Linked DNA regions of Mus musculus: region 1 is linked to region 2. A link is a contact called in public promoter capture Hi-C data. All regions are on one chromosome and are shown on one strand. The core of a region is the stretch at or near the end of the contact, and the rest is flanking DNA. Distances in the headings are between cores, read along the strand shown. Region 1 overlaps Nisch (nischarin). Region 2 overlaps Nek4 (NIMA (never in mitosis gene a)-related expressed kinase 4).

Region 1 (3,521 bases), core at 376-2,875, 220 kb after region 2:
TGACCTAGATACACAGAGTAAGGATTGAGGGAGCTCGGCTAGCTTCTATTTTGTGCTAGTAGAAGTCAGCCATAATATATGTGGTTCAACTTTCAGCAAAGATTCCTCACTTAAGGATTCACATAAAACTTTAAAAGAGCTCCAGGACTATAACCTTGAAAACCAAACACACCAAGCAGGCCTGTTATCACCCACAGTCCTTTCAACTAAAACAAATGATAATAAAATGGATCTAAAGCCAGTACTAACAGTTGACAGTTACATTTCAAATTAAAAAATTTTTTTTGTTTACAGTCAAGTGTCAAGTAGCTTTAATATAAGGAAATGATATAAACTTTCCTTTTGAAGAGACCTGAGTCTCCTTCCCTACCAGAACAGCCCAGTATGACGACACGTGGTGTGCCTGACCCATGCCTCTTCTAAGCCTCAGACATTCACTGTGCAATCTCATGCAGCCTTCAAAGAGTCCCAGATCATCACTCTCAGAACAGTTCAGGGTGCAGAAAAGTTGAATGAATGACTTGGAATTAACATGAAATGAGCAGGTCTGGAGGACAAACTTGGCTCTGTCTATTTTCCAAGTTCACTGTAAGAACGGTTATGGTTGTGATAATCCATGGATTGGTTTCTACAGAGTCAGAACCATCTCTAGAGGTTCTGAGATGGGATCTATGACTGTGGGTCTAGGAAGCTAAGAGTGCAGCTATCCAGGAGTAGGAAGCAAAGGTTGCTCCAGCCCCTGGATTCCCATTTTAGAGTTGGATGAAAGAATCCCCTAGTCATTAAAATCCATACTTTGAAAGAATCAAGCTAGGACCTCCCCCTCACTTCATACCATACACAAAAATGAACTCAAAATGGGTCAACATCCTAAATGTGAAACAAAATTCATAAGAGAAAATATAAATTCCTGTGACACTGGGGGGGGGGGGGATGGTTTCTCAGATATGGTTCCCAAAACATGTGGCCAAAACACGCAAAAGATGGACTTGGTCAAAACCGAAAGCATGGATGCTTCAAAGGATGAAATGAAAATAGATAAAACATTTTAAAGGGTACTATCAAGTCACAAAAGCCAGGTGTAGTGATACATGTTATAATCCCAGCACTTGGGAGGCTGAGGCAGGAGGATGGTGAGTTTGAGGCCAGCTTGTTCCACATAGTTCTAAGCCAGCCTATGCTCTATAGAGACCATGTCCTGAGAAACAACAAAAGAATAAAGCAAGAGGCCGTGAGCACAGCTCTGTGGGGCTCCACATGTGGAGAGTAAAAGCCCTGAATTTGATCTGCAGGCCCCCACCTCCCGCAAAAAAAGAGAAGAAAAAAAAAAAGAACAAAGGGTAAAAAAACCTTCACGGAACAAGATGAGTTATTTGCATATCACACTTCTGATAAGGGTTTAGCACCCAGAATTCATAAAGAACTCTTACAACTCAACACAAACAAAACAACAGCAGCAAGCCCCGATACTAAATAAAAGGACAAGGGATTTAAATCCATTTCTCCAAAAATACAAATGGCAAATAAGCATATAAAAAATTCTCAACAGCATTAGTCATGGTGCAAGTGCAAGCCAAGCTCACGATGACACTACTCCACCCCTCCCGCGGGGTATGGGCTAAGACGGCACACGTGCTGGTGTAAGGCAGGCTGGGGAGGCTGCAGCCTACACACTGTGACTGAGAATGTACGGAGCAGCAGTCTGGTGGCTCCTCCAGCTCACCTTCCCCTCCTGGGCACACATGAAGTAGGTATGAAACACACACTCACATAAAACCTTAGGCTGTAACCTCCCCCAGCCAGTTTCAGTTTCTGTGGTAATCATGGTCAACTACAGTCCAAAATTATTCAATGGAAAATGCCAGGAATGAACAGTTCATAAGTTTTCAAGCACACATCATTCTGAGTAGCAGGAAGCCTCCAGCTGTCCCACTCTGTCCCCTGGAACCCGAGCCACCCTTGTCCGGCACATTTACTTAATCTATCATCACGGACTAGTCACTCACAGCCACCTTGGCTACCACAGTATTGAAATGTGTGTGCGTAACTCTTTCTTGATTTTAGGATCGTCTGTACATGCAAGAGTAGTGATGCAGAGATTCAGATGTGCCAAAGACACGTCTTAAAGTGTCTCCAGAAGAGAAACAATGAAAAGTTTCTAATCTGATAAGAAGATAAATGAGTTATGATCTACACTAAAAATAAATCTTCAGCCCAGGAAATTATGAAGAGGAGATTCCTGCTAGTTTTGCTGTGATATTTCAAACTGTAAAAGCTCTGGTTAGAATACATAATAAGTACCATCCTAAGATAGAAAAACAACAGACTTGCGGATGTAGCAAAGATTTGTGTATGCATGGGTAGGGTCGTTAGCCCTGCTTTTAGCTCTTTACTGGGGGCCTTGCAATATATTTATCACCTTACATAAGGGGATGGTGAAGGAAAAACACAATATGGTGTGGCAGTCCCTCCTTACCTACAGGGGGCATGCTCTAAAACCCACAGATGCTCAAAACAGTTCATATACTGCATTGTACAGCTACAGTGTACTCATATATACAAAATAAATAAATCTCATTTATTACGGGTGGTTACCCATAATGAGATCTGACGCCCTCTTCTGGTGTGTCTGAAGACAGCTACAGTGTACTTATGTATAATATTAAATCTTTTAGCCGGAGGGAGCAGGGACTGAGCGAGTGGAGTTGACTGGAGCGAGCAGAGGTCCTAAGAAAGTTCAATTACCAATAACCACATGAAGGCTCACAACCATCTTGTACAGCTACAGTGTACTCATATACATAAAATAAATAAATCTTTAAAAAAAATGATGCAGTGTGGTCTTTCAAAGTATCTTTTTCTTTGACCATTGCACTCACAGGACGTGATTCGTGGCACATTTTGGCACATCTGAATGGCCAGCACCATGGCTCAGGTGCTTCGGGTTACTGTCACATAGTCAGTTACCTGGACACGGCACTGTGATACTGGAACACATGATCTGACAACTGAGATGGCTACTAAGTGATGTATGCACAGTGTGGAAACACCAGAAAAGATGCCAAATCCTGTGAGCGACGGAACCACCACACCACTCAGAACGGGATGTACTTTAAAATTCATGAAAAATGAAACTTCTGGAGTCTACATTTAACATTTTCAAAGCATGGTTGCCAATATGCAACAGAAACCATGGGATTAAGTCACAGACAAAAAGGGATTTCTGAATGTAGTAACTGAAGACCATATTAATCATAAAAGGACTAAAAGTTTAATGCCAAAGTTGCTACCTGTTGTATGAACCACTTATCTGAAACACTGAGAACAAGCAAACTTAGGGACAGAAAGCAAGGCAGTGACTGTCAGGGTGGGAAGGAGGGGGACAAATACTTACTGCCCCTAGACACAGCTAGGGCTAAGTGTTCTGGAATTTGGACAGTGGTGTTCATTTCACAATTCTCCGTGAGTCAACTAGAAACTACTGAATTGTATACTTACTAAACTTTATAGTACGTGAATGA
Region 2 (3,410 bases), core at 416-2,915:
TGTGTTTCCTTGGAGCAATAGTATGTACAGAATCATTGGAAAAATTTTGAATATTTATTATGTGTAAAAGTGTTTGTCTGCATATATATATGCTCTTAACCACTGCACCACCTCTCTAGCCCCTTGTTGCTAATTTTTAAAAATGTTGTATTCATATGAGGACTCTATCTGCATGTATGCCTGAAAGTTAGTAGAGGGCATCAGATTTCATTACAGATGGTTGTGAGCCACTGTGTGGATGCTGGGAATTGAACAGCCAGTTCTCTTAACCATTGACCACGTAACCATCTCTACAGCTCCAAAAGGAAATATCTATGATATCTATATCTACCTACCTACTTACCTACCTACCAACCTATCTATCTATCTATCTATCTATCTATCTATCTATATATATATATATATATATATATATATACTTTTGTTTTTTGAGACAGGGTTTCTCTGTGTAGCTCTGGCTGTCCTAGAACTTGCTCTGTAGAGCATGCTGGCCTCAGATTCACAGAGATCTGCCTGCTTCTGCCTCCCGAGTGTTGGGATTAAAAGCATGTGCCACCACTGCCCATTGTTGCCTATTTTTAATTGGTTTATCTTTTGTATTATCAAATTGAAAGAGTTCTTTATTTTAGATACCACATCCTATGAGTTACAAGATTTGACAATATTGTCTCCCATTCTTTTGGTTGTTTTTCTTTCTCTTATTTAATTTTTTCTTAGTTCTGATGTTTGTACCTAGGACATTAGACGTGTTAGTCAAGTTCTCTACCGTTGAGCTACACCCCAAACCTTAGTTTTATATTTCTTTTGTTAAATTTATTTCTTTTTTTCCAAAGATTTATTTATTATTATGAATAAGTACACTGTAGCTGTGTTCAGACGCACCAGAAGAGGGGGTGGTGAGCCACCATGTGGTTGCTGGGATTTGAACTCAGGACCTTCGGAAGAGCAGTCAGTGCTCTTACCCACTGAGCCATCTCACCAGCCCGTTGAATTTATTTCTAAGCATGTTATTTATAATTGTTTTTGTTTGAGGCAAGAGAGTAAAAACCAGAACATTTGGTTAATAAATGTCATTTCCTGTAAACATAAGCATTCATTTGAGAGAATGCTTCCTTCTCACTTCTATTTTATAATTAAAGTTATTTCCTCAATTATGTGATATCTAGATGTTTCACCTTCATGGATGCCTGTGCACCAGGTGTGTGCCTAGTGCCCATGGAGGCCAGAAGAAGGCATTGGATCTCCTGGAACTAACATTACAGATGGCTGTGAGCTGCCATGTGGGTACTGGGAATTAAACCCAGGTCCTCTGGAAGAGCAGCTAGTGCTCTTAGATGCTGAACTATCTCTCTAGTTCTTTGTTTTGCAATTTCAAAAGTAGGTGTGGAGAATTTGGCATTTGAAGTTCCAAAGGCTGTTGTGTTGCTCTGTGTAGTTTGTTTGTGTATGTTTCTTTCATTTTGTTGCTTTTAAGGATCAAGTTACTGGTATTATAGAAAATCAGGACAGCATCCACCCAAGATCCCAGCCACACAGCTCTATGTCTGAACCTTCTTTGTCCCGGCAGCGAAGGCAGAAAAAAAGGGAACAGACTGCCCATAGTCGTACAAAGAGCCAGGTCAGCAATCTCTTTCCAGTGAGTCATTGTGCTGCGTGGGAGACAGACTCTGGGAAGCTTGCCTTTTGTTTAGAATGGTTAGCAGTTGCCAGAAAGTACATAAGACATGCAAAGAGTGGATTGAGAAGCTGGGCCAGGGTAAGATGCGTAATAATGCTTTTAGCTGTCGGAGTGTTGGAAATACAGCAGGAGTGTGTGGGTTGTTTGGAGTGAATGGGGTGGGCTGTTGCTCAGCTTTGTTTTTCTTTTTATATATTTTCTTGACCATATATATTTTTTTCTATGCAGTGCTGGAAAGCGAACCAAGGGTCTTGTGTATGCTCTAGAAGCACTCTACCAGTGAGCTGCAGTCCTAGCCCTCAGTGCTTCCTTTATCAAAATGCCTTCCATCAATACCCTTTCCTACACCTACTAGGTAGCAGCGTCTCCATAGCACACGCAGGTCTTGAAACGGTGACTTTGTTGCCTCAGCCTTCCAAGTGGCTGGGATTATGGCATGCACAACCAGGCTTGGCTTTTTACACTGTGGATGTAGCCCAGTGGTAGAGTGCTTGCTTGGTCTGCATGAAGTCCTGGGTTCAGCTCCCTAGCACCAAGTAAACTAGGCATGGTGGCACAAACTTGTGATCCCAAAATTTAGGATATGTAAATGTGAAAATGAGAAATGAATGTCCATCCTTGCCTATATATAGTCAGGTTGAGGGTAGCCTTAGGGACATGAGATCTTCCTTTTCAAAAAATTTTAAGTGCTTTAAACATTTTAAGGACAAATCATTGGTGAATGTATGAGGGACTTGCCAGTGGGAGATTTTAGAGATGGCTCCACATGGAACTGATAAACTCCCTCTCTTTCCATTACTTTAGTTCCAAGAATTACCCCCTCGGCTTTTGCCTTCTTATCCTGGTATTGGGAAAGTGGATATCATAGCAACACAGCAAAATGATGGAAACCAAGGTGGACCTGTGGCTGGGTGTGTAAACAGTTCAAGGACCAGCTCAACAGCATCAGCAAAGGTTTGTGTGAATGTGTGCTGGGCTCAAAACACTTCTTATAAAGCTTTGAATGATAAAATCTGTGTGCATCTGTGGAGGGTCATATTAAAACATATCAGTCACACTTCACCAATTCTAGAAGAGACAAATTTGCACTTTTACAACGTTAGCTTTGATTAAAATGGATATAGTCTTCAGTTCCAAAGATTGTCACTTGAATTGAATTCTGAATATAAGAAATGCCATAGTTCTAATAACCGTAACCCTTATGTGCTAAACTTCACGTCAAAGTGGTTTCTGCTCCTTGAGAGACCAGTGGGAGGCCTTTAGCAGTATTAGATGATGCATCAAGCATTGCTATAGTACTAGTGAGTAGAAACAAGAATAACTCCACAACTTTCTTTCAAAGGATCGACCATTATCAGCCAGAGAGAGGAGACGGCTAAAGCAGTCACAGGAGGAGATGCTGCCCTCAGGTGAAGTTGATGCCCTTATCTAGGTGGTTGTTGAGAGCTGGTAAGAAGCACCGGCTCTGACTGTTAGCTTTACACACTTTGAAGCAGCAGTCATCCATTTGGAAAAAGGACTTGGAAGGGTTTTTTTTAATTTCTTAGATAAGCCTCATAAGGTCCTGTAGAGTGCTGACTCTTTACTATCTATCAGAGAAAGAGAATTAAAAAGAGAGGCAGGGACTGGACAGATGCTCAACAGTTAATAGCATTATTGCTCTTGCAGAGGACCAGCGTTCAGATCCCAGTACCCACACAGTAGCTCATAACCATCTGTAACTGCAGTTCCA

Evidence for each region. Capture Hi-C pulls out chosen DNA fragments and counts their contacts.
Region 1: a contact with region 2 is called in a promoter capture Hi-C map of adipose tissue. The contact joins two enhancer-like sites. A contact is called at or near these places in 3 of 39 promoter capture datasets (liver and macrophages) and 3 of 9 other capture datasets (adipose tissue, liver and pancreatic islet).

Annotation. Positions count from the first base shown.
Region 1 is chr14:31,196,371-31,199,891 of GRCm38.p6, forward strand. The region is part of intron 3 of Nisch (nischarin); the gene reads right to left. Among named protein-coding and RNA genes, the nearest start is that of Nisch, 8.7 kb to the right of the region's middle. Within about 2 kb of position 1,626, at least 133 of the 459 cell types and tissues checked have an H3K27ac peak or open chromatin away from gene starts, as enhancers often do. A contact at or near this core is called in adipose tissue, where this site is marked.
Region 2 is chr14:30,972,741-30,976,150 of GRCm38.p6, forward strand. It overlaps Nek4 (NIMA (never in mitosis gene a)-related expressed kinase 4), which reads left to right. Exons shown (of 15, transcript NM_011849.3): 8 at 1,475-1,618; 9 at 2,483-2,632; 10 at 3,021-3,087. Among named protein-coding and RNA genes, the nearest start is that of Gm41121, 23 kb to the left of the region's middle. Within about 2 kb of position 1,666, at least 106 of the 459 cell types and tissues checked have an H3K27ac peak or open chromatin away from gene starts, as enhancers often do. A contact at or near this core is called in adipose tissue, where this site is marked.